2 separate regions of the Hordeum vulgare genome follow, and region 2 is linked to region 1. A link is a contact called in public Hi-C data. All regions are on one chromosome and are shown on one strand. Each heading gives the region's core, a stretch centred on a gene start, on an enhancer-like site or on the middle of the called end of the contact. The rest is flanking DNA. Distances are from core to core; before and after follow the strand shown. Region 1 holds the start of LOC123440394 (sigma factor binding protein 1, chloroplastic-like). Region 2 has its middle 38 kb from the start of LOC123440394.

Region 1 (7,438 bases), core at 3,971-6,470:
CGTGATTAATATCTCATTCTCATCATCCCCAGGCTGAGGTATATCACCGACCATCTGATCATCCATGGACACAAAGTTGTCATCACGCTCTCCGAATAAACGCTCATCCATGGAACAGTTTGGTAAAAAACAAGTACTAGACTATAGATGGTTGTATATGAAAAGTTGCTTTAAATGACGGAGTACTTCAAGCAGATATATATTGAAAGCCGCTTCTGGTGTGACAAAAGTTGCATACGGTTCTGCATCGCTTGCGGCGGTAAGAAATTGGAGGCGGTTGAAACCGCCTCCTTGTGTCAGAGTGTTAGCGACACATGTGTTTAGGTGGAACAACGTACCGCCCCGGCCCATGTATCAAAACCGTCTTCAACGCATGATTTTCTACTAGTGATCATGCATACTTCTAATTTTTTTATTTTACATTACACTTTTTTCTACATGGCACGTTTGTGCACTCACTTCTTTTACAAGCTAAACACCTCTTTCTTCGTAAACAGCGTGATTAATATCTCATTCTCATCATCCCCAGGCTGAGGTATATCACCGACCATCTGATCATCCATGGACACAAAGTTGTCATCACGCTCTCCGAATAAACGCTCATCCATGGAACAGTTTGGTAAAAAACAAGTACTAGACTATAGATGGTTGTATATGAAAAGTTGCTTTAAATGACGGAGTACTTCAAGCAGATATATATTGAAAGCCGCTTCTGGTGTGACAAAAGTTGCATACGGTTCTGCATCGCTTGCGGCGGTAAGAAATTGGAGGCGGTTGAAACCGCCTCCTTGTGTCAGAGTGTTAGCGACACATGTGTTTAGGTGGAACAACGTACCGCCCCGGCCCATGTATCAAAACCGTCTTCAACGCGTGATTTTCTACTAGTGATCATGCATACTTCTAATTTTTTTATTTTACATTACACTTTTTTCTACATGGCACGTTTGTGCACTCACTTCTTTTACAAGCTAAACACCTCTTTCTTCGTAAACAGCGTGATTAATATCTCATTCTCATCATCCCCAGGCTGAGGTATATCACCGACCATCTGATCATCCATGGACACAAAGTTGTCATCACGCTCTCCGAATAAACGCTCATCCATGGAACAGTTTGGTAAAAAACAAGTACTAGACTATAGATGGTTGTATATGAAAAGTTGCTTTAAATGACGGAGTACTTCAAGATATATATTGAAAGCCGCTTCTGGTGTGACAAAAGTTGCATACGGTTCTGCATCGCTTGCGGCGGTAAGAAATTGGAGGCGGTTGAAACCGCCTCCGTTGTGTCAGAGTGTTAGCGACACATGTGTTTAGGTGGAACAACGTACCGCCCCGTCCCATGTATCAAAACCGTCTTCAACGCGTGATTTTCTACTAGTGATCATGCATACTTCTAATTTTTTTATTTTACATTACACTTTTTTCTACATGACACGTTTGTGCACTCACTTCTTTTACAAGCTAAACACCTCTTTCTCCGTAAACAGCGTGATTAATATCTCATTCTCATCATCCCCAGGCTGAGGTATATCACCGACCATCTGATCATCCATGGACACAAAGTTGTCATCACGCTCTCCGAATAAACGCTCATCCATGGAACAGTTTGGTAAAAAACAAGTACTAGACTATAGATGGTTGTACATGAAAAGTTGCTTTAAATGACGGAGTACTTCAAGCAGATATATATTGAAAGCCGCTTCTGGTGTGACAAAAGTTGCATACGGTTCTGCATCGCTTGCGGCGGTAAGAAATTGGAGGCGGTTGAAACCGCCTCCGTTGTGTCAGAGTGTTAGCGACACATGTGTTTAGGTGGAACAACGAACCGCCCCGGCCCATGTATCAAAACCGTCTTCAACGCGTGATTTTCTACTAGTGGTCATGCATACTTCTAATTTTTTATTTTACATTACACTTTTTTCTACATGACACGTTTGTGCACTCACTTCTTTTACAAGCTAATCATTTTTATGTGGTTGCTTTTCAACTTTAGGATCAAGCTTCTTTTTACAAGCTAATCATTTTTATTTGGTGGCTTTTCAACTTTAGGATCAAGATCTTGGTACTCACCTATATCCATGGGGAAATAGAAACACCGAAAGTCCTCTTGTTAGCTCGAGCTAATGTGAGCTTGGTGAACAGTGAAATCTAAAAAATGGTTTAAAATTCGAAAAGTGTGATTTGTTTTGGCAACAAGCAATGATACGTTTTTCACATGCGTGCAAATTTTCACGATAAAATCACATCCGTGGAGGCGTGGACAAAACAAATTTGATGTTCCAAAATGTTTCTGAAACAGTCTTTTTGGAGCACTGATTTAACAAAAAAAAATCCAAGACCTCAACGAATTTTGTTTTCTGATGAAAATTTCCACACATGTGAATCACCCGTCCATATTTGTATAAAAAATCTTTTTTTTTGAATTTTACCGTTCACCCTAGCTCACATGAAACTCCACGTCCAAAGAAACATCAACTTAAGGCGGAACGAATTTAGATTTGGCGAACCAAGATACTACAATGCAATATATAGATTACAAAAATGCCTAGGACTCGGAATTGTGGCAAAATTTGACTTTTTCTACGAAACGGAATAATTTGACTTAACATGTACAGTTTCATACGTCAATTACCATATGAGGATAGTGCAAAAGTTTATATTCCTTTGAAATACCATGGTGCAAAAAAACATACTCCCTCCGCCTCACAATTCTTGTCTTAGATTTGTCTAATATAAATGTATCTAGTCATGTTTTAGTATTTAGATACATCCATTTCTAAACAAAAGTAAGACAAGAATTTTGGGACGGAGGGAGTAATATATTTTCAAGAATGAGGCATGCATGTTATACATGGAAGTGCTACGTACGTGGATCTTTGGTATAAGAAAAAGCAAGAAAGTTAAATCCATTGGAGTTTCCTTCATTTTCCAATACTTTTCCAATTTCCATACTCGGAATATTTACAAGTCAAATGTACCCTTGTCCAATAGATGGAGCATCTCAATCACTCATCAGTATATATAAGTTGGAGCATCTCACCTCTTCTTACGTATATATAAGTTGGAGCATCTCAATCACTCATCAGTATGAATTTGAAAGAAAAAAATAGCTGATTATATCATGTAGTAATGGCTTCATCCGCAAAAAAAAAAAACATATGTGATGGCTTGGCCATGGCCATGCATCTCCCTGGATACGCACGGACACGCCGACCGAACTGGCGTCCCAGCATCCTCCACGTCGACCACATAGCCTGAAGAAGACGATTTCCACAAGCACTGCATTTCCCATCCCGTCCACCACTTGGACGACCGGCCACTTCCCCCAAAGCGTTCCTGCCCCGAAAACGACCCAGCGACGTGTCAGCGGGCGGTAGAACCCGTTGGCCCTCGAGTACGTACCACGGTGGCCAAGCATGTGGTGTGTGCGTGCGAGCAAGCAGGAAATCTGCTGCGGTAGATATGGACCAGAGACGCGGACGTACACGAAATCCTGCAACTGGTGCAGGCGAGTGGTGCATTGGCATTGCCTTATTGAGCCTGCCTGCCGGGGACGCGCGGTGTGGTCCCAGCAGAGAAGGAAGGGGGGCTTCAACTGCAAACGTCGCCCTCTCGCCGTCCCGCTTCCCGTCCGGTCCGGTCCGGCCCGGCCCGTGGGCCCGCCCCCACAGCGGGCTGCATTATTTCCTATCCGTCCGTTTTTCCCCTCCGCGCACCGGAGGCCGCCTCCGCCCCGCGCTCTGGTTGGCCGGAGCCAGCTGGCGGGGCCCGCGGGACAGCGGGCGCGCGCCCGAGGGTAAGCCGTGGCGGGCGGTGCGGAAAGGTTTCCGTGAATTTTTATTGTATATACGTATCACGTCAGCGCCGGGCCCCCGGCTGATGCAGGCCCACCCTGTGGTCGTGCGCCACGTCCTGGATGCAGATCGCGGCGTGGGCCCCGTACGCTAGTTCTGTCTCGGTTGTTTGCGCTTTCTCATTTAACCCTTCCTCGTGGACTGCGCCCCTTCTCCCGCTGCCGCCCTGCTAATATAAACGCTGCGTTCACCCATGCACGCGCCTTTTCAACAAGTAATGGAAATACACACACGCCGTCATTTCATCTTCGTAAACAGCTTTCTTCCTCGCTTTTTTCTCTCCCAGGAGTTGCATCATTCTTTTGCTTTGCAAGTATGAACTACGGCATGAGCAAATGGGGATTGGTAGCTCAACAGCCAACCCCAACTTCTCTAATAATGTTATAATAGCCCCATTCCTATAAAATGGGTGGCCGATCCAATCCACTGGCATCCCATTCTTATAACCTCTAACATGACCATATATAATCTTAATGGTGATGTCGAGAGCTACAGAGGGTGCTTTGTGCCGATCGTGTCGATAAACAATATGGAGTTTAGTCAACCATTGAGGGTGGCCACTTTAATTAAACTAGCTTTCTTAATTCCTTGCTAATTTCATAATATGCTTGTCTTCTTACTCTCTTTAGTACGTACATCTTAAATATGCCCACACACAAGATCACACTCCTAGAGGAACCCCTTGTGTTTATTTTTGACATCTTCATGAAGTAGCGACCAATTATTACTCCCTCTGTAAAGAAATATAAAAGCATTTTTAGATCATTGTTTTAGTGATCTAAACGATCTTATATTTCTTTACGGAGGAAGTATTTAATTAATGTTTTCTTTATGTGTATGCAACTTCAAATTCAGCTGCGTCAAATATAGATTCTTCTATTCCAGTTGCCACAAATTACTCTTACTTATTTTACCCCCAAAATGTCTGCACACTCTATGAGCTGAGGATTTATTTATTTTTGACTAAATTATAAAAGAGCAGCTACCTTTTATTTTTCTTTGCATAAAAAAGCACCTACCTTTTATTGTTCTTTGCATGATTCAAAAGGCAACTTGGTAGTATATATTCCCTGCATTGCAAAATAAAGGACATGGTTTGGCTGTCCATTTCTGTACTTCGGCCATAAAAAAAGTGTAAAAAAAATCCCGATAGCATTATAGACATAGTTTAGAGTGTAGATTCATTCATTTTGCTTATATTTAGGAACTGAGGGAGTAGAATCCAAGTGTCTCCATGTTTAGAAAACCATGGGGGTATGGTAATTGTTGTGGCCGTAGCTGATTGCCCCCTTTTTTTTTTTTTTCTCTAGGTCACATGCGTAACCAGCGGGGCGGGGCTGCTCGTGTAATCCTCCAATGCGAGCGAGCGCCCGCCCGGTCTCCGGGTTGTCTCCATCGTCCCGTCCATCCATCCATCCATCCAAAGCAGACTCGGCTCCTCCCTCGAGTTACTGCTCTACTCTCCTCCTTCCAGGACGCCTCCCAACTCCCATCCAGGACGGCGACCACCGCGTGTTGAGCTAAAAATCCCCCACAATGCCAGTAGCCTTTGTCCTTACATGGCCAGGACCAGCCGCGGCAGAAGCCCTCGCTCTCCTTGCTTCCTGCTGAGACGAATTAACCACCAGATCGCCTCGCCGCCGCTCCCCTTCCTGTCCTGTCCTGCCACTGCCCGCCCATCCATTAGCGAGCTGAGCTGAGCTGATGGATCACCGGAAGCAGCGGAGCCCCAGCCCCCGGAGCGGCGGCAGCTCGGGAAAGCACGGCGGCAAGGGGCCGGGCAGCAAGTCGGGCGCCGGGGGCAGCAAGAAGCCGATCAAGGTGGTGTACATCTCCAACCCCATGCGGGTCAAGACCAGCGCGGCGGGCTTCCGCGCCCTCGTCCAGGAGCTCACGGGCCGCCATGCCGACCCCTCCAAGTACAACACCGACGACGGCGGCGCGGCGCAGGACCTCAGCCTCAGCCCCAGCCCCGAGGGGAGCGCGGCTGGGTCGACGCCTGACGCGGCCGTCCCCGGCGGCCCCGCCGCCACTGGAGGCCAGCCGGAGCTCACCGCGGCGCCGTTCGGCGACGGCGAGGACGAGGAGGACATCTTCGGATCGCAGCTGCTGGACAACGACTACAACGACTACGCCGTCTTCTCGCCGGAGACGCCCCTCTACGACTTCCCGCACAGCAACAAGGTGTAGTGACCAGTCACCCGATCCCTCCCGCACGCTAGCTGCATGTTAGCTGACGGCCTGACGCGTGTGCCCCCCGCTCCTTATTTGCATGTCATTTGAGGATTTCGCTGTATTGCATGTGTGTGCCGCTATGATTTGTGCTTGTGCGTGCGTATGATCCACCATCTGCTAGCCCCAATTTAACCCGTCGCATACCCATGATCGGCCTCATAATTCCCCTATACACATATCTATTTCGGGTCTCCGTGTTCCTCTTTCCCCTTCTCTCTTCTCTTGTGTGTGGACAAGGCTGTAGTGGATGCAATGTGCTACGTAGTGTACAAGTGTACATATATGCCTAGATGTTTCGATAATTCACCTTCTCCCCGGGCCGGGGTTTCGATTATTTCATACTGTTTCTCTGATTTTATGATCACCTAGCTAGTGCTTTCTTTGGCATGCTCAACTGGCAATTTCTCGAGCACCACCACTTGTGGGTGTTACTTTCGGTATGGGGAGCTAGCGTGTGCGTGCAACTGTACTTGATCATGCCTAGGCAATGCGCCATAATTAAGCAGTATGAACGTGTTTTCCTGAAATCCCGGCGAGACACGATCAAGCCGAGCCTTAGCACTAGAGCAATCACACGACTGAAACAATTCAGAAAATATTAGCGTTTCATTAACTAAATCACATTTCCTTTCTCTCCCCTTCATTACGTCTTGGATGATCAAAGATAGGATCCGAGTCCCAAGAAAACACGCATCTGCTGCATGCCATGCTGCAGCACCACAATTCGCTGCATGCTGCTTTGTATTCCTCTTCACAATTCTTCAGAATCTAGATGTTTAGCGTCCTTTGATTTGTTTTTGCCCTACTCCTTAATTTGGTTCTTCTGATCCTATTTTCTTCATTGTATTGATTTCATTTGCTACCATGATTCTTCTACATCAACCGAATGGGTTAACATTCCGTAGTCTGCCTTTTGTTCTTTAATTCCTTTCCGCTTTGACTTCCTTGACATTGATTGATATAAAGTACTACTTTTGTTCCTTGAACTTTCCTATTCACGCTTTCTGTGGATGATTTATCTTAATTCCCAGTTATACAATTATTTGCGTTTAATCTTTGGGAAAAGATTATCTTTCACCGGCCGATCCGCCCAATCCATCCGTCGCCCTGCTCGTCCGTTAAATCTCGAAACTGGATCGGTGTTTCAGAAACTGGGCAGGTGTTTCACAAAGCTGCCTGATACGTGCCTTCGCCTCCACCTCGGCCCCGACGACCTTGCCGCCGCCGGCCTGCTGCGGCCCCGTCGCCCCTCCGCCGTCGGCCTGCTGCGGCCCCGACGACCTCGCCGCCGCCGGCCTGCTGCGGTCCCGTCGCCCCTCCGCCGTTGGCCTGCTGCGGCCCCGACGA
Region 2 (7,431 bases), core at 3,227-5,726, 38 kb after region 1:
CTAGTTAGTTGGCAATACAAAATGCATTGAACAAGTTTTTGCATGGAACCTACTGGATATTAAGCGAATAAGTTCAGCTTGAACAGTTGAACTGAAGTATTCATGTAATTTAATTCTACATGTTACTTTAATTTGGTATAGAGAGTTATATTAGTAATATCTTGAAAGATAGCTGAAGATAAACAAATTATAAAGAATAAGGGCACAGGAGCAATACTAAATGCCTAAAGTGTAAGTTTATTTTCTTTGAAGTTGAATGAGTTAACTGAGCTATTTAACTGAACCATTCGTGCATTTTCCTACTATATCATATGTTCATCCTTCTGCGGGGTCCTCAATAAAAGTAGTCCAGTTGGTATCTAGATTCTAGTATTGGCTCAGAAGTAGATAATATTAATGAACTGGCTGACTTCAGTGTTTTGGTTGATGATCCCTTATGTATGACACTGAATAAATGCTCAATAACAGTCACTGTTTGAAATAATAATCTGGTTCTCCCCAGAACTGATCATAAGACTTGCACATTGTGCATACTATATGGCATGTGGTGTTGTGTGCTTGCTTATTGTAGAAATGAGCTCAGCTGAAGTCATTTGACTGAAACAAAAATCTAGTTTCTTTCAAAACTCATGAGATGACCTGCAAATTGTGTGTATGTGACTGAAACTGCGAAACAGCTATCTGCTTTTCCCCAAAACTCATGATATAACTTGCACATTGTGTATACTGTATAGCATGTGGCCTTGTGATGTGTTATTATTTACTGTAGAAATGTGAAGTGTTATATCAGCTGTTTCTAAACTTGCTTTAGGCACAATAGGTGTTGCTTTCAGTTGGCATTCATTGGTAACTGGTATATGATTGCTTTTTACTCTGAACCCCGAATCGGACCATAATTTTACAACCCTTTTCTGGTGAGAAACCAATATTTATTTTTCTGAATTGTGCTGTAACACTCTGCTTGTATAGGAAAATAACTTCAACTTTTTAACCCTATATATGCATATAAAAAACAAGACTTTTGCTGTGTGTGTAGATTCCTAATTTGCAAACCGATAGTTACCAACTTCTGTTTTTTCTTTTCTTTTTGTAAATCAGCAGTACCTTCTGCAGGGGTCAGTTACCAGGTTATATAACTTCTAAAGCTCACTAGGAAAACTGATGCTGATTACTGTCTTGTTCATGGCGCCTTTATTTCCTGATATTGTCATGCACTGCACAGCACCCAATCATTTCCGTGCACTTATTGAAACAGAAACTGCTGCTCTAGTCATCCCGTCCTTTACTGTTCGTCACTTTACCACACGAGGTCTTGATGAATGAAATGACTACCAGTACTGAACATGACCTTTCCTTTTCGCATCCATAAAATTTGCATTTGATTTTGCATAGAGCAATTTGATGTGGTGAGTACTATTTCCAGACTGTCCCCCAGAACTTAAGAGTCTGAAATCATAAAATCAAGCCCAGGTAGAATTTGTAAGTTTGCAGTCTGAAGGCGAATTAGCTAGGCTGTGGATGCATGAGATGACGGATTGTTCAGAGGCCGGACAGCGCTGAAGCTTCCTCTTTTGAAAAGAAAATAACATATATAGATGATGGATTACCATCAGAGGCTTGCCGGTAGCAACTATTCTGAATCTGCTTGTAAGCTTGGGCATTTGATGCACATCTGCTTCACTGCTTGGTCAAGCCGCTTGCTCCTGCGGTCCTGCCTTGTTTGGTCGCCGTCCATGAGATACTGCTTGCTTCCGTAGATTTTGACGGTGAACTGACTGGATTGCTCGACTGGAGGTCCAGTGACCTATCAAATTTGTGTCAGGAGTTCTGAGTAGTTGGTAGTTTTCGCACGGTACATGAAGAGACCAGAGTGAGGAGAGGAAATCTTTCTCTCTGCTAGCAAGGTTAGTTTGTCTCGTACAGTATTACATGATTATGTTTACAAGGGAGGCAAGGTCCGTTTTGCAAAACTAACCTACTGGATAACAACCGACTTGGATAACAACCGAGTATTATTTACAGATCAACCTTATCTACTCGTAGTTATCTACTGCTCCATGCGTGGAGATATAGGCAAAGTCATTTTGACTTTGCTCCCTGGCTGTCTCTGAATTTCATGTTGAGCTGACTTTGCTCCCTGGCTGTCTCTGAATTTCATGTTGAGCTGAGAACATATCCTTTGGCACCCAAGCTTGGAAACACATATACTATTAGTTTGAAATCTTAATGTTCGTACTGTAGGCTGTAGCTCCAGAAGAAAATACCAGACATTGTAGTTTTAACTTGTTTGGATAATGGAGCGTTTGATTTACCCAGCCTAATGCATACAGTCAGAGAGTGGCGTTTTGGCTCCTAGGTGTATATAGACCTATTATGAAATACATATGGAAAACACATCTCAAAATGTTCAAAAAATTAAAAAAAAAACCCGAGTGTACATCCCGACATTCTATGCTTGTACACAAAAATTCGATGAAAAAGGAAAAAAATTGTGACCCGTATAAAAAGATAAAAATATGCCTCGTGAATAGCTGCAGTCAAGCATAAAAAATTGCCTTTTTTACACAAGCCACAAAAAATGTCCTTTTTCGTTAAAACTTGGTGCACGCATATATAATGTCCGATTTACACGCGGGGTATTTTCTCGAGTTTTTTCAACATTTTGAAATGTGTATCTAGACAATGGTTGAATATAGACCTATGAGCCAAATTGAATTTCCGATACAGTCAAATTTATTACAATTTTTTACTGCAGATTTATTTTTTAATTACAAATCAGGCATTTTTTTCTCATTCCATCTCTGGTTGTCTTTGTTTTGCTTATTTCACTTGTTTCTTTTTATTTACTTGTTTTTTCCTGACGGTGCAAGCTCGACTAGCTCCTCGTGGTTTCTGTTTCTTTTTTTCCGTGGTTTCTGTTTGTCCTTCTCTTGTATTGTTTGGCTTTTTTTTTTGTCTTCTCTCTTTCTTCTGATTTGTCTTGTTTTGGATGGTGCCCAACACTCACAGTTGCACTCATAGCTAAATACTGCGATATAATTTTATTTTGCATTTAAAGATCACTGAGAAATGAGAAAACATGAAAGTTTGATATAAGAAAAATGCTTCTCGAAGGAGCAAACTTAACCTCGCTCCCCTGGCACGTCCGCATTACTATTCTTTCGTTCGTACGTGTCAGATGTAATGCACAGTTGCATTTGACTGATAGCCACGTTGTACCGATTTTCTCCCATAAAATAGCATACGCCTTGCTTTATATTAACACTTTTGCTTCCGTAGACACTTTTTCCCCCTCCCCCCAACAAAACTAAAAAAATGGCTGAGATTGCATGATACCTTTTCATAAAAAGGGTATGATGACGGACTGTAGTGTATAATACGAGATGGATATCCATACAATAACATGTAGTGTATAATACAACGTGGATATATGTTTTCCCTTCTACATTTTGTAAAGAAGGGTCTACCGAAGCACAAGTCAACTCTTATATTAATGAAGCCACATAAGTAGCGTGGTGACCATGGCGTCCAACATGTGTGGCTGTCAAACCTCTAGTCATTGTAATCGATGTGGTAACCGTCGATTTGGTCGGCCCGAGATAATTTGGAATGCTAGTTTTTCCAGTTCCGAATGTCAAAAATAAACGTCACATATTCTATGACACAAGGTATTATTAAAATCCATATACATTAATCATAAGAAAAATAAGACAAAACATGCCGAACGTATTAAAAAAAACACAAGAGTGCGCTACCGGACGTCTCTAGCACACCTCCAAGAAGAAGCACAAGAGGCATGCCTTCAAAACAGAAATACATCCAGGCCCACCAACAACGCTCAATAAGAGGCTCACGGTACATTGTACCTACTTTATACGAGGTGGATATTGTTTTCCTGACACGAAGTTTCTGCTCAGGAGTACATATGCTCTTCAATGAACAGTAAAATAAAATAAAAAGTAAAAAAAAACTGAACTTTTTTAGCACAAACATTCAAATTCACAACATGCATGCAAAGGTTCAAAGAAATAATATTCCAAAATGCTTCCTAGAAAATAAAATCAACGCTTCAGACAAATAATATTATAACATGCTTTCGTAAAAACAACGATGCTTCAAGTTAAGCATGAGTTTTGGAATATTGTTTCTTCATTTAACGTTTGTGCGCGTGTTGCAGATTCGTCAATGCGTATGCCCCCAAAAAATTATGATTATTTACTTATTTTATTGTTTATGAGGGTGAAATATGAGCTCGCGAGCAGATGGACACTTTTGATGTTTTCCTTTACATTTCACAGTTACAAACGATCCACTATTTTTAGGGCAAAAGATAACGGTCGAAAGACCTGTCGGGCACTTGCAACTTGTGTGATTGTCGCGATTGAGAATCCCCTTTCTGCCCATGTCTGACACCACTGGCATTGCGCATGTCGCATGTGCTAGTGTCCTGTATCCTTATCTCTTTCGTGCAGCCTCACCCTCTCATCTCCTTCCTTTTTCCCTCTGCATCTCTCTATTTCTCTCTCTCCCTTCATTTCTCCCTCTCCCTCCCTCCACCCCTTCCCCTCTCTTTCTCTAATTTTGTCATGAATGCCATGGACGTCTTCACCTGAGCTTGCCCGTTCCTTCCCATCTATCCCTCTCTCGAGTTCTCATTGGTTGCCGATGTGCCTGGGCACCCATCATGCATTGCTGCAACGCCACACCCCCCTCACTACCCATGACGCAAGCGGTGTAAACCTCTGACCACCGCCCGTCGCCATCGTAAAAAACCAACTATGTGTGTGTGAGGGCCTGAGGGACTCTCGGGATCTTTTCAAGATGTTCACTTGCAAACCTTGAACTGGGAAAAAAATCACAAACTAAAAAATGTTCCCATTTTGTTAAAATTTCATGGATTCGGGAAACAAAATAATGAACTTGTATGTAAATAAAAGAATGATTGTGTACAAAAACGATCCTAAATTTCAAACGACGTTCATAAATTTTTACATAGAAAAATAAATAAATAGAAACAAATAGAAATAAAAAAAGAACGATAGAAAACGAAAAAAACTGGTGTAGAAAAACAGGAAAATAAAAGAAAGAAAAACTGTGATTTCATCACGCTAAAGTCATGGGCGTGTTTTTTAACCCTTTTTTATATGTTGAAAAATGCTATATATATGTAAAATGTTTGGGGCACCTAGGTCGGGGCCAACCCGTTACTACATTTTTTGGTTTCTTTCCTAATCTATTTGTATGCAAGACATTCCATCTATGAAACAACATCAAGCATTTCCTTTTATTGCTTTTCCCTCTCATACCTTTCCACATAAAAGTTATATATCACATATTTCTGACTATATACCAAAAAAGAATATGTATGGTGCCCACACATTTACGTGGACGTATATCCATAAAACAATTGGGTATCATACCCACTTATTTGTGACTATGTACATCTAAAAATAATTAGGTATATATATACCTACATATTATTGGTGTATACTCATATATCTCACGTCGGGGTATGTAGCTATAGTAAAATATGCAAGAAAAAATATGTATAATACCTATGTATTATTGAGGTATGTAGTCATACGTTTTTTGCTTGGGTATGTAGTTGTGGAGAATAGGTATGTAGCTATAGGGTAATATTGGGGAATTTACACATGTATTTCAATCTCGCATACCAACTTATTTTTAAACTATGTACCTAAAAAACAATTAGGTATAATACATACATATTATTGGGGTATATATTCATATATTTCATGCCAGGGTATGTAGATGTAGGGAAATATATAAAAACAATTAGGTACAATACCTATGGTTTATTGAGGTATGTACTCGTATATTTTTTGCTGAGGTATATAGTTGTAGAGAAAAGTCAAGACAACAATCTTATGAGTATATACTCAGTTAAAAAAGAGTGCAGACGTTTGGAGCTCGGCCTCCATGGAGGCCGAAATTTTCGAATAATTCAAAATTCAAACTTTTTGGTTTCAAAAAAATCTGAAAAAAATATGGAAGTAAAGAAGGATGTTATGCGTATGTGTGCAAAAATTTAGGATGAAATACCTTGAAATATGATCTGCACAAAAAAGACAAATTCATGACCTGAAATGATGAATAGTGTCATGTGTAAAAAAGACTCAGATTTGTCTTTTTTGCACAGCCCTCATTTCAATGTATTTTTTTCTGAAAATTTACACACATGCGTGTTACCCCTTCACTTATCCCTGTATTTTTTTTCAGAATTTTTTGGAATGTAAAAATATGAATTTTCATGAAATTAGAGTTTCAAATTTAAAGGGCTCCATGGAGCTCGGGAGCCAAAAGCAATTTTCGGTTAAAAAATCTCTACGTACGCAATGCTACACATTTCTTACTATATTTTACAAAGCAATAGTTTGGAAGCTCTTTATTACTTGATGTGACGAATGGACAATTGATGACGCACATTAAATGACCAGATTTTGCTGTTTTCATAGAATGCAGGCTATGCAAACATATATGAAAGGTAATTTTTTGAGACAACTAACACACATCAGAGCCATGCAAACAAGTATAGAAAGTTTTTTTTTCTTTGTTAATAGATAAAATCCAATAGCTCATATATCCATCATCAGAACAAAATCACGATGCAAACGAACGGCATCTAGGCAAGGTGCCTAGGTGCCCCAAACGGTTGTCCTAGGTTCATACAGTGTTAAATAGATTCATATATATTTTCACACATTTATAAATTGTTCATGCAGTGTCAAAAACGTGTTCCATCACTTTTAAAAATGTTTGTACTATTAAAAATTATATGTGACATTTACAAAATGTTCGGGTGTTTATATATGTACCAGTTAAAAAATATTATGCAATGTTAAAAAATGTGTTCATGTAATTCAGACAAATTGATACGAAAAACTTACTTTTGTAAGTAACAATAAATACATTGTTCACACATTTATGGAAAAAACTTTATGCAATGGAAAAATGTTTGCATAGTTAAAACAAATGTTTCATATTATTCCTATTAATTTTTAGTATAACATGCATTCAAAAAAGATCAAAACATATATTTCAAAAATATGAATCATGTATTTGGAAAATCTTAAATGTATATTATAAAAATTAGGTCTATACAATAAATTTAGAAACCTGTTTGAAAAACAGACATCAAAATATATATCTAGAAAATACTAATCATTTTATTTTATTTTATAAAGTGTATAGGAGACATTCCTGGCGTATATACAAAGAAAATATACAACGTATTTGTTGAAAATAGACATTTATTAAAAAAATAAAGATAATAGATGAAAAACAAAGAAAGAAACAAAAGAAAACTAAAAATATAAGAAAATAAGGAAAAGCATAGAAAAAATCAAAGAAAACAGATACTAATAAACATAATTAATACAAACTACATGTAAAAGACCGTCCGCAGCTATA

The links. Hi-C and Micro-C count contacts between places; a contact is called where the count stands out from the background.
Region 2: a contact with region 1 is called in a Hi-C map of leaf, with 2.7 times the contacts expected there. The contact joins the enhancer-like site here to the promoter of LOC123440394 in region 1. A contact is called at or near these places in 4 of 6 Hi-C or Micro-C datasets (leaf and seedling).

What each region holds. Positions count from the first base shown.
Region 1 is chr3H:521,539,346-521,546,783 of MorexV3_pseudomolecules_assembly, forward strand. It overlaps LOC123440394 (sigma factor binding protein 1, chloroplastic-like), which reads left to right and starts at 5,221. Exons shown (of 1, transcript XM_045116965.1): 1 at 5,221-6,425. The coding sequence starts at 5,561. The coding sequence ends at 6,046.
Region 2 is chr3H:521,578,380-521,585,810 of MorexV3_pseudomolecules_assembly, forward strand. No RefSeq gene overlaps it. Among protein-coding and RNA genes, the nearest start is that of LOC123440394, 38 kb to the left of the region's middle. Within about 2 kb of position 4,477, at least 3 of the 3 cell types and tissues checked have open chromatin away from gene starts, as enhancers often do. A contact at or near this core is called in leaf and seedling, where this site is marked.